Regions from separate parts of the Mus musculus genome. Here region 2 is linked to region 1. A link is a contact called in public HiChIP or PLAC-seq data. All regions are on one chromosome and are shown on one strand. The core of a region is the stretch at or near the end of the contact, and the rest is flanking DNA. Distances in the headings are between cores, read along the strand shown.

What was found. HiChIP or PLAC-seq counts read pairs in DNA pulled down with a chosen protein or histone mark.
Region 2: a contact with region 1 is called in a BATF HiChIP or PLAC-seq map of CD8 T cells, with 9 read pairs. The contact joins two enhancer-like sites. A contact is called at or near these places in 1 of 15 datasets of contacts at CTCF or cohesin (the NIH/3T3 cell line), 11 of 484 Hi-C or Micro-C datasets (CD4 T cells, CD8 T cells, the G1E-ER4 cell line and 5 more) and 7 of 115 datasets of contacts at active chromatin or transcription factors (CD8 T cells, bone marrow-derived macrophages, embryonic stem cells and 3 more).

The regions. Positions count from the first base shown.
Region 1 is chr1:13,422,587-13,429,419 of GRCm38.p6, reverse strand. No RefSeq gene overlaps it. Among named protein-coding and RNA genes, the nearest start is that of Gm39595, 3.6 kb to the right of the region's middle. Within about 2 kb of position 2,834, at least 280 of the 459 cell types and tissues checked have an H3K27ac peak or open chromatin away from gene starts, as enhancers often do. A contact at or near this core is called in CD8 T cells, memory CD8 T cells and regulatory T cells, where this site is marked.
Region 2 is chr1:13,491,239-13,498,071 of GRCm38.p6, reverse strand. No RefSeq gene overlaps it. Among named protein-coding and RNA genes, the nearest start is that of Gm39595, 72 kb to the right of the region's middle. Within about 2 kb of position 3,126, at least 21 of the 459 cell types and tissues checked have an H3K27ac peak or open chromatin away from gene starts, as enhancers often do. A contact at or near this core is called in CD8 T cells, memory CD8 T cells and regulatory T cells, where this site is marked.

The DNA of each region.
Region 1 (6,833 bases), core at 1,585-4,084:
TCTTGGATGGCTCTCTGCAGGGACACAGGAGGCGTGGCCACTGTCATAGGCATTGACATGATCTCTGTGCTGCCTACATTGGGAGCTCCCTACAGGATTTTTTTGGAAAAGTTTTTTTTTTTTCTTTTTTCTTTGAAATGATTGTCTGGGCTTGTTGTGGCTTGTCTGAAGGTCATCGGACAAGTGTCTCCAAGATGCTTTCCCCCTCAATCTAGACATCTGGTAGATGGTTTGATGAGACCTGAGCTATGACTCTGCTCTGTGTCTTGAGGACAAACGACAGACCAAGAATTTGTAGAGCTACACAGTCTTTGTTAGAATGTGTTTATCAAGTGACAACACCACTCTTAATCAATTCTTAATGATGTCCAATCAGAAATTTAGTCATGATTGTCTTGTATGTTTGTTTTCCTATGATCAGAGATAGAGTCCTCTAGTGTGCTTGAATTTCTGATTTCAAGGCAATTGAATGAATTGTTAATTAAGTCTATTTAGGGAGATCTCATTGGAAAGTGAAGGGCTATTCAACAGATGGGGTATGTTCATGGGGAAAAAAAGAATGCTGTGTTCCATTGCAGACATGGCCTAGGGTGAACACTGACCCTGGGGATTCCAGAGAAACACAGGTCACAGTCAATGGGACATGTGTTCTTACCTCTCCAGGTCTTATTACCCCTTTGAGTATAACTCATAAGAAAAGAAGCCCCACACCAGATGGAAATACAAGAGAACTAGACAAATATCTCAGCTCGCTAGAATCCATCTTAGGGATCCTCTAAGAAAAGTCAGGTAGGGGGAAGTGGGAAACTGTAATAGGTTTGGAGGGGATTCATTCCAAACTGTGATATAGTTATCACTGAGGGATGAGGGCACAGAGACATGGAGCGCCAACTTTACAGTTAGAGGTATGAATGTCAGAAAAATGACTCCGAGAACTACAGGAAGGATCCACAGCTGAGGCTAGAAGGCTCAGTGTGCATGTCTACACCATGACCTCTCAAGGTGTGTGATCCTCAGAGGCCTGCTACTCGAGGGACTAAAGATGACAAAGCTATCAGGGGAGCTTTTAGGGTCCCAGCACAGAGACAGATGTTGTCCTGGCCATCTTGACTCAAGCTTTCCTCAGGCCTTCCAAGTCCACGGTCCTTAAACTGAAGTGCAGCCTTCAGAATAAGGAGCAGAAATAGCCACAAGGAGGGTGGAGCCAGCTTGCTCTGAGGGGCTTTTTGTCTGGTGATTCTGTGACTAAAGATAATATTTGTTTATCTTGTAGTTTAACTTGTGTCTTGTAATCCAGCAAGCTAGAGAGAAAAATGTGGAACTACAAGTGAGTTAGTGAGCGATCCGATCCGTCGTACAGGGTATAATTTGCAGGCCTGGGACAGGCTGCAAGAACACAATCAGCAGTTAGGAGAGAATGTGGTTTTTCTGCACTCTCTCCAAGCCGACAGAAGGATAACTTGAAAGTGCTGATTGCAAAGAGCATTTGCTACAGACTCAGCTGCTTCACTCACAGAAACAACTGTATTGGAAACACGGGTTTTTTTTTTTTTTTTTTTTTCCTCAACACTCTAAATTCCTACATAGTTAGATAATACCATAAAACTAAAATCCTTCCAGAGTGCTCCAAAGCCACAGTAAATGGAAGACTTTAAACTTGTCAACCAGACATCAGAACGTGATTAAGGCAGCTCTAATACCATGTCAGCTGTTATACCAGAGTCAGCTGTTATACCAGAGGGATGGGGACGCGTGGAGCATCAAGAAGATGGCTCAGTGGGTAAAGCCTTGCACACTAAAGTCCGTTGACCTCAGTTAGATTCCCCAGAACCCACATAAAAAATCCAGAGGTGGTGGTGCACATCTGTAGTCCTCAAACACCCACAAGGAGGCACGAAGTGAAGACAGAGGAATCACCTAGAAGCTCACAGGTCAGCGAGCTGAGTAAACAGAACCTTAGAAACAAGAGAGACCCTGCTTCAAACAATAGAGGAGGGAACCAAGTCCTCTGGCCTACAGCAGGGCACAGATGCATCAGAGTTACTAAGGTGACATAAAAGTACCAGCGAACACACTAATGATCATAAGTAAAATTAGTTATTCTCTACGACTGGAATGAAAGAGCCACTGTGTTTGCCTGTCATTTCCGCTGTTCAGGAGGCTGAGGCAGCAAGATCACGTGAGCTCAAGGGGTTAAGGCAAGCAGTGGGCATCTCAGCCAGCTCTTGCTCCCTACAGAGAAAAGACAGACAGCCAATGAGATGACTAAGGGGGAAAGGACATTTGCCACCAGCAAGCTTGATGATCTGAGTTCAATCATTGGGGATCCACGCAGTGGAGAGAGCAGACTGCAGCAAGCAATCTGCCTGACCTCCACACCCATGTCTTGGCAGGCGCGAACTTCCCCACCCCCTGTCGTACGCCCCACTCCACCTCACCCCACCCCCGCGCTCGCACAAACATACGCAGGCAATTTCAAAAGAAATACGTAGATAGAAAGAAGAGGAGAGAGAAGGGGGGAAATGGGGGAGGGGGAACTAAAGAGTTCAGGCCCCAGGATTTAGCTCAACCGGTAGAGTACTTGTGTAGCACGCATAAAACCCTGGGTTCAGTCCCCAGCTCTGCATAAAGCAGATGTTGTGATCCCTGCGTGTAATCTCCACTACTAGTGAGACCAGCCTGGGCTACATGAGATCATGCGTCAAAATAACAAGGAAAGAAAGATGGGAGCAAACAAAGCGCAGAGAAATTGCAGGAAGGAGTCAACTCGGCCGGCCGAGTCTGAGTCTGTCCGAGTCCGGCAGAGAGTTCCTCCTCCCTGCCGCTGGCTCCTCCTCGAGCTCTGGCCACAGGCTAGGCTCAATAGTATTGAAGTGGCGCCAACAGCCAGTTAGCAAAGCAGCGGGGCAGCAAATTGATTATACAGTTAGCTGTGGAAAAACCGAATTTCTTTATTAAGGGAAAATGAAATCCGGTTAATTGATGCTGCCACGACCCTACCCCCACCCCACCCCCCACGTGCCAGTTACCCCACTGCCTCTTTTGGCTCTTTCACTTCGCTGTGAGGCTGAAACGCGGCCAAAAAAAAAAAAAAAAAAAAAACCGACAGAAGCTTTACTCATTTAAAAATAAGGCAGGTTTTGAGCCGTCCCCGCCCCGCCCCGCCCCGCCCCCCCCCCCCCCCACTTTGCATGATGATTTTTCCAGCTACAATTACTGTAACTCACTCATTATAGAGGATAGCATGGCAGGCAAACAGGCAAGGGGGGGAAAAGTGTGGTAAGACAGTTGGCAGGATGTGAATTGGGAGCCTTTGCCATCTAATTTTAAGCAGTATTTATAGAGAGCACCCATAATACAGCATTCAATGTCTCACAGAAAATCTCTTAAGTAGTAGAAACATTTACTGAAGTCATTAGTGCAGCTCATGGACACCAATGAGGGAAAAAATTAATAAGGCTGCTAACTCCAAATTGAAAGGACAGGATCTAGGTGGGTACATCTTCATGGTGTGATCTCCAATTATAAAAACCACACGCCGGGGTTACCTCCAGACTCTAAGATGACACTGATGATTCACACAGTCCCAGAAAGCTTGCCAAAGATGAGCATTGTATGTACAGTTTTCCTTTCTAAGTCCTAAAACAGCTCCAGCTTGCGAGCACTTGCCAGACTCCTCCTTTGGGATCACTGGGAATTCCCAAATAGTTATAAGACATAATATAGAAAGAGTATGTATGCCCTTTGTCCAGGCTCCTTGAAAGCAACATCCTGTAGTTATAGCACAAATCTTATCACCAGGAAATGTGCATTGGTAAAAAAATCTAGCAGGCTTCTATGCATCCATTAAGTCTTACATGCTTGTATGTGTGCAAGCTCATAACGTGTATGTGTTCATGTCAGCATCATCAGTCAAGATACATCCCAAGTCCACGTGAAGACCAATCTTGCTACTTACTCTCTCAAAGCCTGGCCACCATCTTAGACCACTAATACGTTTCCATCTCTGAATGCGGTCATTTCAAGGATGTTGTAGTGAGTGGGACCATACATCTCAAGACTGACTTTTCATTTGCTACCAATTCATTGAGATTCATCAAAGTTGTTGTATATATATATATGTGTGTGTGTGTGTGTGTGTGTGTGTGTGTAATTTACTCCTTTTCATTGTTGAATAATATTCGATGCATGGATGGATTATTTGTTTAATCACTCATCTTTTGAAGGAATTGTGAGTTGTCTTCCAAATTTCGGTCGTCAGAAGTAAAATTATTGTAAAGATTTGTATATAGGTTTTATGTAAGCATCAATTTTCATTTTCCTGAGACAAATGCCCAGAATAATTTTCATATGTTGTGTGTGTATACACTGTGGTGGTTTGAGTGTGTTGTGTGTGTGTGCACTGTGGTGGTTTGAGTGTGTTGTGTGTGTGTGCACTGTGGTGGTTTGAGTGTGTTGTGTGTGTGTACACTGTGGTGGTTTGAGTGTGTTGTGTGTGTATACACTGTGGTAGTTTGAGTGTGTTGTGTGTGTGTACACTGTGGTGGTTTGAGTGAGAAATGTCCTTCACAGGATTCAGATATTTGAATAACATTTGGTCCTAAGTTGGTGGTACTGTTTAGGAAGCTAAGAAATATTCAGGAAGTGAAGCCTTTCTGGAGGAAGTATGTCACTGGAGGATGGCCTTGGAGAGTTTATAGCCTAGCTTTGCTTCTGGTTGGCACCCTAGACTTCCTGTGTGTCTCTCAACTTCCTGCTTTAGCAACCAGCTCATCCCTCTCCCTGAAATTATGGACTCCTTTTCTGGAACAGTAAGCCAACATGAACTCTTCTCTCTGTAAGTTGCCTTGGTCATGGTGAGCTAACACAGCAACAGAGAAGTGCCTGATGCAGCAATGTAATTAGTGTGATCATTGTCTTAGACAGGAGATAAAATATTGGGATCTGTAAGACGGTGTGGTGTTTAAGAGCTTGCTCTGGGGCTGGAGAGATGGCTCAGTGGTTAAGAACACTGACTGCTCTTCCAGAGGTCCTGAGTTCAAATCCCAGCAACCACATGGTGGCTCACAACCATCTGTAATGGGATCTGATGCCCTCTTCTGGTGTGTCTGAAGACAGCAACAGTGTACTCATATACATTAAATAAATAAATAAATAAATAAATAAATAAATAAATAAATAAATAAATAGTTTGCTCTGCTCTTGCAGAGAACCTCAGCAGGCTCAGCATCTTGTTCTGGTCTCCAGGCATGTGTGGCACACAGTGTGCAGCGCACACACGCAGTGTACAGTAGACACAGTGCCAGAGAAAGCAAAGCAAAGACTGTATCATAATATAGTAAATCAGGGCGATTGTCCAACACTTGGGAGTCAGCAGCAAATACATTGGGTACCTAAATATTATGAAAACCATACTAAAAATGGCCCACAGTAAAAAGGGGATAGAATTAGCTACTTGGCAGCATGGAGTCTCTGACTATAAGCAAGATGTTCTGCGTAGCAGTTTCGCCTCCTCTCAGTTGAAGGCAGCTCAGAGTGGAATGTAACCGTCCCTGAACCTGCTTAGAGAAGCCCACTCAATGAATAATGTGAAGCATGGTTTAGGTTTCTCTCATGTGCCAGGCATAACTATCAGATGTCCGCACTGGCCCTGTCCTCAGGGACTCCTTCCTAGTGAGTCTGCTGCTAAAGGAGTCACACTTTGGTAGCCACTGCACGAGTCACAGCCCTAAGTAGCAACAGTATGTTGCACAAGTGAGACAGATGCCCAGGGACCTGAGCTGGGCCTGAAGCGACAGGATCGAAACAAAGACTACAAGAGGAAGATAAATCTTTGACAGTCGGCAGAGGCAGAGGCAAAACCATCAGATGGAGCAGGAGAGGTGGTTCGGCAGTTAGGAGTACTTGGTGTTCTTCCAGAGGACCCCAGTTTGGTTCCTAGTATCCATAATTGTCTGTAACTCTGGCTTGAAGGGGTCTGACACCTTTATCTGGCTTGAAAGGACACCCAGACACGTGTCACACATGCAAGCACATACACATAAACAAAAACATTTTTTTTTCAAAACCAGTAGTTCCACATCTTTGATTCCCGCACTCAGGAGGCAGAACTAGACAGATTTTTGAGGCTAGCCTAGTCTACAAAGCAAATTTCAAGACAGACAGGACTAAACATAGAAACCCTGTCTTGGAAAACCGAAGGAAAATAAAAGCCAGTGTGGCGACTATTGTCTATAACCTCAGCAGTAAGACTACGGAAGGAGGCTTGCTATAAATCCAAGGCTAGTCAGGGCCGCTTGGTAGATCAGCCAGAACAATGTGAGACTATGGGGGTTGGGGGGCGAGATGGGGCAAACAAACAGTCTTCATTTTAAATTTCCGAAGAACATCTGTGAATGGCAGTACATGCTTATCATTGCAGCACTTAGGATGTTAGGAGACTGCCAAGATTCAGGCCAACTTGGGCTATGTAGCAAGACTAGTCCCCTTTGCTTTCCCCCCACCTCTCTCTCATATACACCCCTAATAAATAAAACTTGGTGTGGTGGTACATGTCTCTAATTCCAGCAGTTGGGAGGTGGAGGCAGAAGGGTCAAAAGTGGAGGGCCATGCTCTGCTATATACTGATTTTGAAGCTAGCCTCAGCTACCTGAGACCTGCCAATAAGTGAATAAAAAATCTGTAAGAGATTCTACAAACTGGAACATGATTGTCAGTGGTAGGCAGGAACATAGATCATGGCGTTGGATCAGGGGCTCTGACTCAGATCTCGAGCCTGAATTTGGCCCTTGCAGTTGGAACGATAAGCAAAGGAAGCCTTTTGAGTATGAGCA
Region 2 (6,833 bases), core at 1,877-4,376, 68 kb before region 1:
GGTCAACAGCCCTTAAGGGATGCCTCGTTCCATCTTACGTGACTTTAACCATCACAGAGACCTGTGTAAATTATCATTTTGGTCTGAGCACTAGAGATGGCTCTGGGCAGGCAACAACCTGGCGCCATCAGCTTCGACCTGGCTGTCACGTCCCCATACAGGAGCATACGCCTCTACCATAATAAAGGGTGAAGTAGAGATTCATACTAGAGCTGACTGGTCCTTGAAAATATTACACTAGTGAAATATGTCAATCACAAACACTACCTAGACCCTTCCATTTGTACTAAATGTCAAGACCAAAGAAAGTAAAAAAGTCAGTTATCTAGTGATTGTCTTAGGGCCAGGCTGGGGAATAGGCAGATCAGAGGTAAGAGCTAAAGGGTGTGGAGTTGTGGGGGAAGTGATACCCTTGACAAATTAACTGTGGTGACAACTTCAGCTCTTGAATATCCAGACCCTTGAACTGTTGAGGGGAAAATCCGTGTGTTCTTCAAGAGATCCCTAACAGGAGTGGAGAGAAACAGAGGACACAGAGACCAATTTTGAGGTCATTCTGTTCTAGATTCCTGTTGAGAAGTGCTGCAACTTCAGATCTCTGAGGTCTTCGCTCTCCATGACACTCCTTCCAACTATAGTGAAGCGCAACTGTTAAGTCTAAGCTTGAAGGTGGGCAGTGGTGGTCCATGCCTTTGATCAAAGGCACTGGAGATCTGAATTCAAGGTTAGCCTCATCTACAAAGTGAGTTACAAGACAGTTGGAGCTACACAGAATTCCTGTCTCCAAAAACTAACCAAACAAACAAATAAAATCTATTCTTGAAAAAAATGGATCATATACTGTAGACTGGAACTCAGGAAAAAAGGATGTCAGAGTCCAAAATTATACTGATCAATACCCATCTAGTGACTTACTGACAAGTCACTATGTGACTCAGGCTGTCCTTGAACTCATCATCCCCCTGTCTCATCAGCCCTCCCAGATTTACAGGATTACACTACCTTCACTGGCCATTTTTTTTGTTACTTAACCAAGAGCAAAAGGTTTATCTCTAATTTGTTTACTTTTTTTTTTTTTTTTTTTGGTTTTTGAGACAGGGTTTCTCTGTGTAGCCCTGGCTGTCCTGGAACTCACTTTGTAGACCAGGCTGGCCTCAAACTCAGAAATCCATCTGCCTCTGCCTCCTGAGTGCTGGGATTAAAGGTGTGTGCCACTACGCCTGGCCCCATTTGTTTACTTTGAAGTCACAAATTTACACTGAAGCTGAGGGCAAAAGATATACATTAATTAACTAAGTAAATAACGTTTAGAATAAAAGCATAGATAGATATAGAGTTATAGAGATAGCATGGAGTTGCCTCCATACCTGCACTGTGTGCCTGTGGTATCCCAAAGTTGAAGCAGATGTCTCCCTCAATAGCTCCCCACTTGATTTCCTGAGGCAGTCTCTCACAAACCGGTTAGTCCAGCTAGTTGGGTTACTCCTGGGCTCCCTTCTCTGCCCTGAGCACTAGGGTTACCTGTGGGCTGCAACTCCCTGGAATCTGAACCTCTCCCTTATGCTAGCAAGGCAAGCATTTAATCAGGGCCCAAAACAGACTTTAAAGTGTTACATATAAAAGAAAGCCACTGCCTGATGAGATGATAACACAGTCTGAAACTTGTGATAGAGGAAAAGGTAAGAAAGAAGAAAATGAATGTTCTCCACTTAACCTTTAACATTTAAGCAAGCATCTGAAGTGTGTGGTGAGCAGCCTTCAGGCAACCACAACCAAAAAAAGGAAAGGAAGAAGAAATGACAAAGTGATGAAGAAAAAATTAGCTATTATACCAGAGAACACAAGAGGATGAAAATCAGTTTATTCCATCAGACTAAAATAAATCATATGATGATATTAATCGATGCAGAAAAAAAGCATTCAACCAAATCCAAGTCATTTATGTTTGAAGCCAAATTAGGGCTGCAGAGTCAGTCAGTGGTGGTGCACACCTTTGATCCTAGCAGGAGTAAATCCCAGAGAGGTGGATCTTTGTTGAGTTTGAGTCCAGTCTGGTCTACAAAGTGAGTTCTAGGACAGCCAGGACTACAGAGAGACCTTGTCTTGAAAAAACAAAACAAAACTTAGGACTACAGAAGAATTTCCTTGATTTGACACACAAAACTAGGAAGAAAAGTATGGGGTCAGAAAACAAGACTCTAAGGACACACAGGGGACAAGCTGCTCCTTGCAGCAAAGTTGCTAAACAGCAAGTGAAGCTGAGGCAAAAACAAACAAGCAAATAAACAGGTTAAAGAAAAGAATAAGAGGGACCAGAGAGGTGGCTCATCTGTTAAGAGCAATTGTTGCTCTTCCAGTAGACCTGAGTCCAGGTGCCAACACCCACGTGGTGGCTTCCAGCCATCTCTAACTCCAATTCCAGGGCATCTGAGACTCTTTTCTGATCTCTTCTGGCAGCAGACACGCATGCAGTGCACATACATGTATGTGTAGGCAAAATTCATACATAAAATAAAATAAATCTGAAATTTAAAAATCATTGGAGAAAAAAGGAAAAGAAAGTAAAGGATAAGCAAATAGAGGAAGAGGAGGAGGGGAAGAAGTTTTTGGGAAAGAAAAAGATCTATTTTTATTATCCAAAATTGAAAGTTATGGTTAAGATATCAGAAATTTCACTCTGGGATGAGTGTGATCTCTTGTGCTAGCTCAAACCAGAGAGCTCCGGATTCTTCTATTGGGAGAGTGCCTGCCTTTGTCTCAGGAAATAATTAGGAAGCTAAGAAGAATTAAACCCAAGATTTAGGGCTTACTAACTGCTGTCTCACAAGAACATGAAACCGAAGACCTTTAGCCCCTGGGAGTACTGATTACAACGTGATTAGCAGATTACTGTGAGATTAGCCGCCTTTTCCGCCTTTTCGCAGAAGTTGGTGGGAATCCTTCCAGGCAGTAAGGGACAGAGGTGGCAGATGGTTTTGTTATACCCACAGACACTTTAAAATGCAGAGTAAAGGACAGTCAGCTTTTCATTTTTATCTCCTTTTTAAAAAGCAGGGGGTGGGGAGAGAAGCTCTTGAAGGGAGAGGGAGCACCGCTTCTGCTTCCGGTTGGGGTTGGGTAGGTTTCTGGGACCTCCTCCGAGTGACCAGACTGCAACAACCTGTGCTCGCGGCTCCCAGACAATGAAACTTGACCGCTGGGGTGCTCATTTGAGCCTTTATACAGCAATGAAAGCCCTTTGAAAAGAATTTAAGATACGACCTAACCTACCTGGCTCAAGGTTGAGACATGCGCAGAAGGACACGGAGCATTTTGATGCTTACTCCCGTACTTGGATATGCAGATGACTTATTAATGATTGAGGCAGTAAAAGCCATCTTTTGAATGTTTGGGGCTTATGTCTTAGCAGTTGGTTGTAAAATCAGCTTCGGAGCAGCTCTTTGTGGGCTAGCACAGGCAAGTAGGAGCAAGTAATTGCCCTGGAAAGACCATTTTTCAAATGAACCAGTTGTGAGTGTACTTTTTTTTTTTTAAGTCAAAACAGTGAAAAATCAAATTGGAAATAGATGTAGCAGATAAGTTGGTGTCCTCTGGCAGATTTGGAAGCAATTTTATTATAGTGAATGTGTTATTAATCAAAACTGTTTCACATTGCTTTGAGCCGTATGGAAGTAATTCACTGTTTCCTTTACTGTCCATTTGCCATGTGTTTGAGGGAGCTGGCAACGTTCCCTTCCAAAGTTACCTTAATGAGCTGATTGAAGACAAGATTCTTTGCATGGCCACTGTGAGTGACATGGTTATCTTAATGTGTAAGAAGAATCTATGGGAAAAAAAAGGTGTCCAAAAAAAAAAAAAATCCCCAAACAGTTTTGTAATCCTCCAGCACACTTAGGAAGCACACATGCTCCCGGATTCCTAGTCAGCAGCTGCAAGCATCATTCTGTAATCTTTTGAAATCCTTCAGTGTGATGAAGAGACTTGGCTGCAGGGGGCTGTTCTAGTATATCAGGTGCTCCTGAGGGAAGCTGGTGTGAGGGAAGAGCCGGCATGTGAGAGACAAGAGCCAGTGTTTCCTGGACGATGTCCATAAATGTTTGTCATTCCATCTTCCTGCCTTAATTTCTTCACCTGAAAAAGCTATTAATAGGAATTGATGTTTATTGTGTCTGTCTCTATGTCAGACACGGTGTAAACCCTTCCGACAAGAGTTTTTCATCTTCAGCAAGACTCTTGTCAATGATATTATCATTCCTGTTTTATAGAGCAGCAAGCAGAATGGTGGTAATAAAATAGATCAAAATCTCCATAATGATTTATCATTAAAATGTAAGCTATGCCAGGAGTGGCACAGACTTGCTTGCAATCACACGAGAGACTTTCCCATTGGAGCTGGCTAGCTTGAGCTGCATAGCTAAGTTCTGTCTCCAAAAAGAGTAAAAATTTTTTTGTTTTTTAATATATAATCCAAGCTATCAAATAATTTGAGTCTTGCATAGAGGAAGAATGAAGGACCCCGATGGATGTGGTGGTGCATGCTTTTAATCCTAGCACTCTAGAGGCAGAGGCAGGCAGATTTCTGTGAGTTTGAGACCAGCCTGGTCTACATAGCAAATTCTGAGTCACAGAGTTACATAATGACACCCAATATCATCAGAGAAGAAGAAAGAAAGAAAGAAAGGAAGAAAGAAAGAAAGAAAGGAAGGAAGGAAGGAAGGAAGGAAGAAAGGAAGGAAGGGAAGGAAGGGACAGAAAGAAAGAAAGAAAGAAAGAAAGAAAGAAAGAAAGGAAGGAAGAAAGAGAAAGAGAAAGAGAAAGAGAAAGAGAAAGAGAAAGAGAAAGAGAGAGAGAAAGAAAAGAAAAGAAGGAAGAGAGAAAAGAAAGGAGAAGCTAAAGTAAAAGTTTCTTTCTAAAAGTGGAGAGAAGGTCCCATGAAAGCAGGATCCTAGCATTAGCAAAGGGCCACAGGGATAGAAAGGGGTAGGTGAGGGTGATGAAGAACACACATGATCAAGGTAAACCATTTGCATATAGTAGAATATCACAGTAAAGCCCAATACTTTAAAAAATCACATTGTATCTTATAATGATATGCAACTTTTCTTCAATAAAAAAATGAGATTTTGATGCCAGTGCTTAGATAGCACAGTGGGGGAAAGGTGTCGATGCACAGAGTGGGGTGGGGTGCTGTGCATCGGTAGTCCTAGCGCGAGGTAGAGACAGGAGAATTTCCCAGAAGCCTATGGGGAAAGAATGTTTTAGCTTCTTTCCAAATGCTCCTGGGTTAGTTGATCTCTGCTTGTCTGTCTATCTATATGTCTGTCTGTCTCTCCCCTGTTTCTCTCTGTTTCTGAATCTCTCTCTCTACACACATATATGAAAAGCACACCTTACCTCTGATCATGGGCAATATTGATACTAGATAAATTTAATTCAAAAATTGAAATAACACACATGTGAAGAAGGCATCGAATATTCCCACCGCAGGACATGGTGCTGCTCACCTCTCATCCCTGCTACTCAGAAAGCTGAGGCAGACAATTTTAATTTAACTCCTACATAGACTACACAAGGAGTTAGAAGCCAGCTTGGCAATGTTGAGTCCCTGTCTCAAAATCAAAAATGAAAGAAAAATGTCTACTACTCTAATTCAGAGGTAGAGCATCCCACCTAGCATGTATGACATCCTGTTTCAATCCTAGTATCTGTGGAAAAAGAAAAAATATTTTCATAATGTTGATATATATAATGGTTTCTTAAATAAGACTTAAAATCACCAACTAGGGGCTGGACGTCTGGCTCCTCTTGGATCCTTAGCATGATCAGCACACACACACACACACACACACACACACACACACACACACACCTGCCATAAATGTAAAGGCTGATAAGTTAGACTGTATTAAAATGAAAAGTGATGTGTGTCAAAAGACATTAAAATATTAAAAAGGAATCCATATGTGTAATATCCAAAACCTGCCTATAAAGCGGTGGTTCTCAACCTTCCTAATGCTTCAACCTTCAATACAGTTCTTCATGTTGTGGTGACCACCAGCCATAAAATTATTTTGTTGTTACTTCATAACTGTAATCTACTTCTAGTGTGAATCATATCTGATGTGTGACCCTGGGGGTTGCAACCCAGAGATTGAGAACCTCTGTTATATAGCAATAGAAAACTGTAAATGATCCAATAAAACATGAGTAGACACCTTTATAAGGCACTTCATTAAAAAAAAAAAATACCCAAGCTGGGCACTGGTGGCATACACCTTTAGTCCCAGCATTCGGGAAACAGAGGCAGCTGGATATCTGAGTTTGAGGCCAGCAGTGGGGTCTACAGAGTGAGTTCCAGACAGCCAGGGCTATGAAGAGAAACCCTGGCCCGAAAAAACAAACAAACAAGCAAAAAAATATCCAAAATAGATGCTTAATTTTACTAATGGCCAGGAAATGTATATTAAAACCAAAATGCAAATTAAAACCACTGCACATTCATTAGAATAGCCAAGATTATTAGAACCGATAAACAAGTCAAGTATGGTCAAGGATATGGAACTATTTCACTCTCAGATGCTCCTGAAAGAAATGCAAATTTATGTAGTTTTGAAAACCTCTTCTGAACATATCTGTGAGAACTGAGCACACCCAAACCCTCCAATATTTTATGTATGGCTGAGGGAAATTTACACAGACATATGCCAAAAGTCACTTACAAATGCCCATAGCAGAATATTAATATCTCTGGATTCAAAACAACTCAAATATCCATTAACATTGGGTAGATAAATATATTAACAGTGAATAAATATATTGGTATTCTAAGCAAT